Regions from separate parts of the Pan troglodytes genome. Here region 2 is linked to region 1. The links are chromatin contacts, called in public HiChIP or PLAC-seq maps. All regions are on one chromosome and are shown on one strand. The core of a region is the stretch at or near the end of the contact, and the rest is flanking DNA. Distances in the headings are between cores, read along the strand shown.

What was found. HiChIP or PLAC-seq counts read pairs in DNA pulled down with a chosen protein or histone mark.
Region 2: an H3K4me3 HiChIP or PLAC-seq map of stem cell-derived excitatory neurons shows a contact between it and region 1, with 2.3 times the contacts expected there. The contact joins the promoter of TUBB3 here to the promoter of VPS9D1 in region 1. A contact is called at or near these places in 1 of 7 Hi-C or Micro-C datasets (stem cell-derived neural progenitor cells) and 1 of 1 datasets of contacts at active chromatin or transcription factors (stem cell-derived excitatory neurons).

Annotation. Positions count from the first base shown.
Region 1 is chr18:87,931,595-87,936,344 of NHGRI_mPanTro3-v2.0_pri, reverse strand. It overlaps VPS9D1 (VPS9 domain containing 1), which reads left to right and starts at 3,290. Exons shown (of 15, transcript XM_016930437.4): 1 at 3,290-3,505. The coding sequence starts at 3,407. It overlaps ZNF276 (zinc finger protein 276), which reads right to left and starts at 4,036. Exons shown (of 11, transcript XM_009431457.4): 1 at 3,686-4,036; 2 at 1,427-1,730; 3 at 552-1,001. The coding sequence starts at 3,910.
Region 2 is chr18:88,141,971-88,146,980 of NHGRI_mPanTro3-v2.0_pri, reverse strand. It overlaps TUBB3 (tubulin beta 3 class III), which reads right to left and starts at 2,531. Exons shown (of 4, transcript NM_001279958.1): 1 at 2,418-2,531. The coding sequence starts at 2,474.

The DNA of each region.
Region 1 (4,750 bases), core at 2,041-4,540:
ACAACATCCAGGAGCAGCTGCACCAGCCCACAGTGCTATGGGTTCTGGGGCCCAAACAAGGGCCTTGTGTTTCCCCTCAGCCTGTCAGCAGAGAAAGCTGCGCCACACTGGCCCACACCAGGGTGTCACCAGGCGGCTGGCTGAGTGCCAGGAAATGACCTGCAGCTGGCCCAGGGCAGCAGCCGCAGAGGCAACGGCCATTCTCTTCTCCCACGTCCACAGACAAGGCCCCATTCTTCTCTCTTCCTCAGTCCCCTCAGCCCCAAGCACAGGCTTAGAAAAAGACTAGACGGCTGATGACCGTGTCTCCACAGAAACTGCTGGAACAGAGCCCTGCTCACAGAGGAGCAAGAGGTGGAGACAGGCTGGCCGCCCCTCCCTGATCTCTGGATGTGGTGAGCAGCCGCAGGCAGAAGCCCCAAGCTCTGCTCCTTCTCACACCACACCCCAGCCACCACCTAAAGCAGTGGAGACATTCACTTTCTGCTGAAAACCCTGCCCCACTGAGGAGCACACATCCTGGTCTAGCACCATCAAGAGGTGCCTCCTACCTGGGGCCCTGCAAAGGGGCAGGCTTGGCTGAGGTGGGAAGCCCGACCTGGGCCCCACCACGTCGCTGTCCGAAGGAGGCTGGGCCACATCCGTGCTGGGCAGGGTCTTGGTCTCAGCCCCAACTGGGGTCCCTGTCCCTCTACCCTGGGAGGTCTGAGGGGCATCCCCAGGGTTCCACCCTCGGTGCTGGGGCAGCCGTGGCGCCGTCTCTTTGTCCCATGGCCACTTGACTGCCAGCGCACTGTCCAGCAAGAAGGCCTTGCAGCTGGAGCTGGTGTCCATGGTGTAGTCGTGGCCCTGGTCGCAGCCCCACACGACCTGGATGACGCCGCAGTACTCGGAGGACAGTGTCCTCTGAAGGTGGGGCAGGGCCCCGCAGCTGGCCGCATGTCCATGCACCCACCCCACCAAGCCGTGCAGGCACTGGGGGCTGGATGTGATCAGATCCACTGCAGAGAGTCAACAGAGATGTCAGATCCACGGCTGGTCGGCACCCAGCCCACCCTCCACCGGGGGAGGACTCACCCAGACACGCTCCCTTCTCCGCCCCTGTTGGGGGCTGGGCACCGACCCTGCAAAGGATCAGTGTGGCCATGAGCAGGACAAGCAGGCGGAGGTTCACAGCGCTCGTCGTACGGGACCCTCTCGAGATCTCAAACCTCAGCGGTCCCCATAGGCAACCTTCTCTTCCCTCGCCCCAGCTCCTCCCAGTTCATCTCTCCACAACAGTCCCAGGGCTGTTCGCACTGAACCCGGGCATGGCCCATTCCCCCCACCCAGAGGCTCCCGCCGAGGCACGCCCTGTCCCTCTCTCAACACCCGTCACACTGCAGTACTGACAGCCTGAACGTGCTCTGAACAGACTAGTGCGTACTTTGCACAAGGCTTCCGGCGACCAGCCGGGGAGGCGTTGACCCTCTGCAGGAAGGACTTGAGAAGGCTGTGGCACTGGTAGAACTGGGCGTGGCAGCTCTTGCAGACAAACGGAGACAAGGTGGGGTCCTGGCGGACAGCCACACCAAGCAGGCGCTGGAAGTCCCGTACGAGCACGCGCTCCTCTGCGGATGGCCTCTCCATGCTCGCTCCAGGCGCCCTCTCGGAGATGCTGCGCAGGCTTCTCGAGGAAAACTTCCCGTGGCAGAGGCGACAGTGACCCATGGCGAGAGCCCGGCCTGCTCCTGCACAGAGCGGCAGGAAGTGTTAGCATCTGGCAAAGGAGGCTCCTGAGCACAGGGCGTCCCGGACTCCAGGTCCGAGGGCAGCGCCTGCATCGCCCTTCGCGCGGCTCCCGGACACAGCAAGCGGCTCGGGCGCGCAGCTCTCGGCGGGACAAGCCGCCCTGTGGGGGATGTGGCCGCTGGTCCAAGAAATCTTTCAAATTTCAAAGGCCTCTAAGGCCTCTCCAGCGAAGCAACTTCAAGAGTGAAACCTGGAACTGCACCCTCCTCCCAGCGACCGCGAGACCCGGGGCAGGCGCTGCGCCCTCCAGGAAACGCCGCGGTTTCCTGTCTGCCAATTGCAGGTGCCGCCTCCTTTCCTGCTCCCCGAGGGCACGAAACAGGGGAGGGCGATTCCCACGCGCGGGCACCCCAGGGCGACCTGCCCGCGGTGACAGCGCTCCTCACGCCGGGTCCCTTCTGGCCGAGCCCGCGGCCGGAGAGGCCGGGCCGGCGACGCCGGCGTCACGGAGCGCGAGGAAAACCGAGCCGGCCGCCCAGCGCCTATCCAGACGCAGCCCCGAGTCCGCTACGCCCTTGGCCGGGTGGAGGGGAGGCCGCGCCGGCTTCCGGGCGTCAGTGCAGCTCCTCCCACGCGCAACCCCTGCCGCGACCCCAGCCCGCCACGCCCGGGCCGCGGACCCACCTGCCTCGTCCGCGCCGTCCTCGCCCGCGTCCCCGCAGGACCCCACCGGGCCCCAGGCGCGCCGCGCCGTCGCCCCGTCCACCCTCGGCCCGCCGCTAAGGGAAGGGCGGCCCCGAGTCCGGCTGACGCCGCCGCCGCCGTCCGAGGCCCCGCACTGTCGGGACGCCCCAGGAGACAGGAAGCGGCCCAGCCGGTCCCGCTTCATGGCAGCGGAGGACGCCAGCAGAACCCCGCGGGTGCTGCCCGGCCCGAGGTTCCTAGAGGACCCGGCGTTAGGCTCCGCTCGGCGCGCTGGAAGCGAGGCGGGGCGGGGGAGGGGCGGAGCGAGAAGCAAAGCGAGGCGGGCGGGGCGGGCCAGGGGCCAGGGGCCAGGGGCGGGACCCCGCCGACCGAGGTTCCACCCGCGGTGCCAGCGCCCCCGCTTGTACCGCTGCCCTCTCCGGCCCGAGGGCGGCCGTGCCCGCCTCTGTCGCCAATGGAGCGCTGGCCTGGGGCGGGGCGGTGGGCGGAGAGGCTCGCCGAGACCTCACGACGAGTCCTCCAGGGAGAGGCGACGCGGCCCTCACCGCCTCTTACCGTGGGAGACGGAGGCGCGGGGCGGGCAGGCGCCGGCGGAGGCCACGCGGCGCGCAGGTGGCGGGCGGGCTGCAGAAAGGGGAGGGGGGCCGGGGTCTCACGTAGAGAGGGGCCTGGCTGCCGCGGTTAGACGCCCATGGCAACTCCGTGAGGGGCCCTTCTCGCCAGCCCCGTCTCACGACGGCGAAGAGGCCCGGCTCCGTCGCGACAACCCACCCGGACTCTGCCGCCCCCGCCACTAACACCCGTGGGGCCCGCAGTACGCGCGGAGGGGGCCCGTCGCCGGAAGTGCGGCCGCGTCCCTTCCGGCGGTCCGCTGCTCGGGCGGCTCCAGCACCAGCGCCGGCTGCGTTCCGGGCCTCCGGCCGCCCGTCCAGCCCCTCGGCTACCGCCGCCGCCTCCCCCGCTCGGCGCCATGGCCGCTGCGGCCGGGGACGGCACGGTGAAGCCGCTGCAGAGCGCCATGAAGCTTGCCAACGGGGCCATCGAGCTGGACACCGGCAACCGGCCCCGGGTGAGGCGGGGCGGGGGCGGGGCTTGGCCGCTAAGGGTGGCCCCTGGAGGGACCCCCGCCCGGGGAGGGCGAGGACGGGGCCGGCTCGGGCTGGAGACTTGGGAGCGGGCGCCAACCGGGATCCCGGACCGCGGTTCCCGGGCGAGGACGGGGGCGGGGCGCAGCCGGGCGTGCAGTGACCTTGGACAGCTCAGATCCTGCGGGCCTTGGCTTTCCAGTCCGCTCGCTGAGCCGGTGCATCAGAGCCTGGGCTCCACCTGTAGAGGAGATGTAGCAGGAGGGTCCGCCAGGCCACCTTCCAAAATCCGAGTGACGAGCAGGTCCATGCGTTCGTGCATTTTTCTGGGCAGAGATGGTAGATTTAATCCGGTTGCCACAGGGGACGGCATGCAGAGAAGGCCACATACCTGCTCATTTGTGATGCTGTTTGCAGTCGTCTCAGGAAGGAAAAGCAGGCCGGAGGGGTGTGGCCCGTTCCTGAGATGGGGCCGAATCTAAGGTTGGCGACCAGGTAGAGAAGCCGGCCCAGCCACACCCGGCTGCCCAAGGAGGGAAGGAGCCTGCCTGTGCCTAGGAGAAGCCTCGTTCCTGAATCTGCTGCTTTCCCCAAGTTGGTTTTTAGGGCAGCAGGTGCCCCCGCAAGTCAGAAATCCTGCCTGGATTATATTTCGTCTTTCTCTCTGAGGCATAGACTTAAAGATAGGAAACTTAACAGCTAGGGATAAAACAAAAAAACATAGCATATTGCTGGGCGCTGTGGTTCACGCCTGTAATCCTGACACTTTGGGAGGCCCAGGCGGTGGATCACCTGAGGTGAGGAGTTTGAGACCAGCCTGGCCAACGTGGTGAAACCCCGTCTCTACTAAAAATACAAAAATTAGCTGGGTGTGGCGGTGCACACCTGTAATCCTAGCTACTTGGGAGGCTGAGGTACGAGAATCACTTGAACCCAGGAGGCGGAGGTTGCACTGACTCGAGATCCTGCCACTGCACTCCAGCCTGGGCGACAGAGTGAGACTCTGTCTCAACAAAACAAAACAAACCACCGTACTGTGGTTCCAATGACCTGTACCTTGTCAGAGGGGTCACACAGCCTTGAAAGGTAACAGTTCTAGGCTCCTGTGTGCACTGGAAATACGTAACTCGCAGGTTCTGGGAAAGGGATTTCTCGGAACTGAAGCCGGGAAGTGATTTGAAAACTTCCAGTATCACTCTCTTTATCCTCTCAGAAAAGTATTTTTTTAA
Region 2 (5,010 bases), core at 1,282-3,781, 210 kb before region 1:
GCTCCCGGCCTCGAATCACCCCGACTTCCCTCTGCCCAGAGTGCACGGGCCTTCCTGCCCAGCCAGGCACCGCCCGAGGACCCCAGACAGGGAAGCAGCCGCGTTGCCCCCCTATCAGCTGCGGGAGTGGAGGCCGAGAATGGCCAAGGAACTTCCCATTGATTCCACAAGGGCAGCAGAGCAAAGGAACACGCTCTTGCCGCCCCCGCCCCCGAGAAAATTTCCTTCTCTGTTGTTTTCATTGTTAAAAAGAATCAGATACTATTATTATTATTGTGAGACAGGATCTCACTCTATCGCCTAGTCTGGAGTACACTGGTGCGGTCATGGTTCATTGAAGCCTCGACCTCCCACGCTGAAGCGATGCTCCCATCTCAGCCTCCCAAGTAGCTGGGACTACAGGCGCGGCCCACCACGCCAGGCTAATTTTTTTTTTTTTTTTTTTTTTTTTAAAGAAACGGAGTTTCACCATGTTACCCCGGCTGGTCTTGAACTCCTTCGCTAAAGTGATCCTCCAGTTTCAGTCTCCCAAAGTGCTGGGATTACATGAGATTCCTCATCCACCGTGCCCGGCCAGGTATTAATTTTTAAAACGAAATATATTAAAAAACAAACAACTCAAAAGGAATAAAAAGTAGCGGGCAAACTAAGAGCTCCAGTGTTGAGAAGCAGAGCACAAGGCAGCCAAGGACACGGTCCAGGGGACAAGGGCTCCCTCTGCTACCCGTGGAGCCTCAGGGGATGTCTGCATGTGGACCTGACTTCTAGATCCCAGCTCTTGCCTGACAAGTGCCTTGTGGGACCACAGCTCTGGGCCCATCCCAGCCATAGAAGGAAGAAACCCCAGGTGGGCCCCAGGGCTGCCTGCCCTCCCTCCCCCCAGAGACCCCTGACCCTCCCAGGAGCCCCAGGGCTGCCTGCCCTCCCTCCCCCCAGCGACCCCTGACTCTCCCAGGAGCAGATGCTCAGGGGAGGCTTGGCCCCAGTGACCACATTAATGAGCCCTCAGCCCCTCCCATCAGGCCAAGGCAGCTGTCAGAGGCTGCTCCGGGAGTCCTGGTTTGATTTGAGGCCACTGTCCCCCAGGCCTCCCCTCCCCCAGGCTCTCCTTGGCAGGCACAGCTGTCTCCTTGGGTGATTAGAGTCTCCCCACTACTGGGCCTCCCACCCTCAGAGGCGCCTCCACCCGGAGCCAAAGTTGCAATTTACATGTCAGCCACGTGGCTGGCCCTGTTGTAATTAGCTTTTTGTTCCTGCCTGGTTTCCATGGCAACAGCCTCCGGAGGCAGCCTTTCTCTGGCCCCTTCCCCTCCAGGACCGTCTCCTGCACCCCCTCCTTCCCAGAATCAGCGCTGCACCAGCCCTGAGCTGGGTCCCTGGCCTTGGTCCTGACAAAGCCAGCCTCCCCCCCATCCCCTGTTCCCCAACACTGTTCGGAGGGCAGATCCTTTGGCAAGCAGCGCCCCCAACCCGCCCCGCCCGAGCCCCAGGTTGGCTCCTGCAGAGGATGAGAACCAAGGGCCAGCCCAGCTCTCTCGCACCTGCTGTGTGACCTTGGGCCAGGGACAGCCTCCCAGGACCAGGGGACACGACGTCCCCTTAACGATTTAGGCAGGGGTCCCTGCACAGCTGCACCAACGCCCCTTCCTGCGTGGCCCCAACATCTGCGAGGTGGGCTAACAATGGAGGGAGGGGCGCGCCACGGTGCAGCCTCCACACCCCACAGCCCGGCTTTGTTCCCACATCCAATCCCCAGACTGGTAGACCCTGGGTGGGCGCGGTCAAGCCCCGCGGGGGTTGCCCAGGAGCGGCTGCGCCGATGGAGAGCCTGGTCCTGGACCAAGGTCATCTCGAGTCCAGGCCCAACCCCTCCAACAAAGGGACAGGGTGGAGCTAGGACGCCGAGGGGTGTCGGAGCAGGCTGGGGTAATCGGGGCGGCTCTAGCCTCTCGGGGGACGTTCGGCTCCTCCAGTGGGGGGTTCGGGCCGAGGAAATCACGGCTGTGAGGAGAACCCCCCACCCTACCCAAACCTGCCTACCCCACCCGTCTCACTCAAGGCTATGCCGCCGCCCCAAAAAAGAGGGCCACGCCCAGACAGGGCTCCCAGCTGCACCTGCGGAGGCCCGGTGGAGGGGGTGCAGGTGTGGAGGGGGCGCAGGTGTGGAGGGGGCTGAGGCTTCGCGACTGACGTGAGCTGCGCCTCGACAGCCCGAGGTCACCTGGGCAGGGGCAGAGAGGTGCAGGCGAGAGTCCCAGGGCGGGGGCCCCGCGTCCCGGCCGCCCGGCGCGGCGCTGGGCGCATCCCTTTGTTGCAGGTTCGCAGGGGCGGGGGCAGCTGGAGGTGCGGCCCGCGGGGCACGGCGCCTCCCTCCTCCCGCCCCGGGGCCCGGGACAGGCCGGGGCGCGCAGCCTCACCTTGGCCCCGATCTGGTTGCCGCACTGGCCGGCCTGGATGTGCACGATCTCCCTCATACTGGGCGCGTCTGGCGGGCGGCTGCGGACGGGCGCTGGCGGGCCGGGCTGGCTGCTGAGGGTCGGGGACCGCGGCCGCGCGCTCTTATAGCCGCGACCCCGCCCTTCGCATCGGCTGATGTCACCGCGGGTGGCCAATCGGGAGGCGCCGCCGCAGAACCCCGCCCGGCCCGCAGGCTCCGCACCGCGCGTCCCCGCCCGTCGCGCGCAATGCGGCGCCCCTCCCGCAGCCAAGGATCCCCCGACGCTGGGCCGGGCGCGGTCTGAGGGCCCCGCGCATTCGAAAGGAGGGGCTGTCTCCCAGAGGAGCTGGCTGTGGGGGCGCCGGGCTCCAGGGAGGACAATAGCCCCTCTTGGCCCTGGGAACCCCGCCCCCAGCTACCCTCTCGGTTCCGCCCTTGCGACAGCCCCACCCTGCGGCTTTGTACGGAGGGTCTTTTTTCCCCACGCCGGTTTAGAGACCAACCCGCACCATCCCAGCTCCCTGTCTTTTGGCAGACAAGGTGCTCTGAGCTTTTGCCGGTTTTGGGTGGGGGAGGTAGGTAAAGGCTGGCCCAGGCCCTGAACCCACTGAGAAGAAACAAAGCGTCGGATCAGAGCTCGGAAGGGCGCGAACACAGAGGGGTGGCGGCGGCCGAGAGCGAGCTCCGTGGGTCGCCGGCTTCCGCAGTGGGCGGGGAGGGGGTGGGCACCCGACCTCCTCCACCAAGGGGCTGCCATGAGAGTCCAAAGGAGCTTTGTGGGCCCGGGCGCGCACAGCACCTGGACGTGCCACTGCCCGGTGCGCATCCGTGTCAGGAATCGTCACAAGGATGCTCAAGCCAGGCAAGAAGCCGGCCAGGGTGGGGGAGGGTGGGCAGCGGCTTCTATCTGACTCACTGTCTGAGGTCGGAGACTGCGTGCAGGGGGGCCTCGGGGGAGCGACTGGAGATGCGTTTACTGGTCAGAGAAGGAAGGGAGCAAAGGACTCGCCGACACGGCACTGACCTCCTCCTGGGCCAGATATTACAGTGACACCACCTTAGAACACGGGCCTTCTGATACTTCAGTAACAAAAATCCTTCAGGAAGGGTCTGACAGTGCACGATGTACAGACGAACCCCACCCGGCCCCCAAATCAGCATTCACTTCACAAAATGAGCAGCTGCGAACTTGCCTGTGGACGCCTGTGTCCGGTCCGTGTGCACAGGGCTGTGTGTGGGTGGCGTGGACGTGTACCTGTCTCTTTTCTCTCAAGAAGCTCTCCAGTTTGGAAAGTCGAGAAATGGATCTTTTGTTCTCAAGAGATGCCCCTCCCTGCCCCACAGTGTGCTCGTGTGGCTGCGGCTGGGGTCTAGCTGCCTGGGGTTCCTCCCTGTCCCTGTTCAAGGGAGTCCGGGGTGAGTGTCTGAGGTGCCTCCCTGTCTCCACGAGGGAAGAAGTTTTGCAGCTTCAGGCCAGCCAGCTCCTGCTCCATCCTCAGAGGGGTCTGGTGCCAGGCTTAAGGCTGACTCACCGTCCAGTCTCCCAGCAGAGGCGGGCCCTGCCAGGAAGCAGCTCCCAGTCCTGAGGCCGGCAGTCAGGGCTGGAGCTGACGCAGGGGTGGGGCTGGCCAGGGGGCTGCTGACTGAGCCTGCGTAGGAGTTGGCTGATGGCCCTGCAGCCTCCATTGAGCCTGTCCCAGGAAGGGGGCTGACTGAGTGCTCAGTCTCTGCAGAGGAAATGGAGGTGGTCTCTTCAGTGAGACGCCCAGGTTTCAGCAGAGGGATGGCCCAGGGGCTCCACTGCTCCCCAGCACCAGGCAGCATAGTTCATCCCCAGGTACTCACTCCCAGGGACTTCTCCGCCGGCTGGGCCTCTGCCTCACTGCCATCTTCAGAGGCCTCACATCAAGCATTTCCCAGGACGGGCTGAACACAGACCCTCCACCCCCCACCCCTTCCCCCCTCCAGCCCCCACCCCTTCCCCACCTGCCTACTCCCAGAATGGCAGTGCTGGGCAGACAGCAGACCCAGCCCCCAGCCCACCTGCACTGAGCCCCCTTCCAGGCATCTCAGAGTGGACAGGGATGGTCCCATTCACGGCTCATCATGGCTGGAGGGACTCAGGGCCAGGGCCAGCAAAGGGATGTGTCCCGGCTGAGGTCACATGTGGTCACAGGGAAGGCTGGGAACCCGCCTCTTCTGCAGCTAGGACAGCATCAAGAGTGGAGGGGACTGGGGCCCTGCTGCACCTGCTCGTCCTTCCTCTAGGCTGGGGTTTGTCAGCACGGAGAGAAAACCGAGAAGCATGGTCAGCGCAAGCCTGGTTGGGACCTCCACACTCCCCAGGCATTTGGGGCCTCTGGGGCTGTGGCTTCCTCACCTGGGGAGGCAGCCACGTTTTCCGGGACTCCTTTCTTCCCTCTCGACTCTCACCCCTGCCCACCTTCCCCTCCCCCATCCCTCCACCCGCAAACTTCAAGCACTTTCTGGAAGGGGCTAAGGTGGGTGATGCTGAGTCACATTTATTACCAGACTTTCCTGGCCCCATGCTCACAGGCACTGGCCACTGAGTC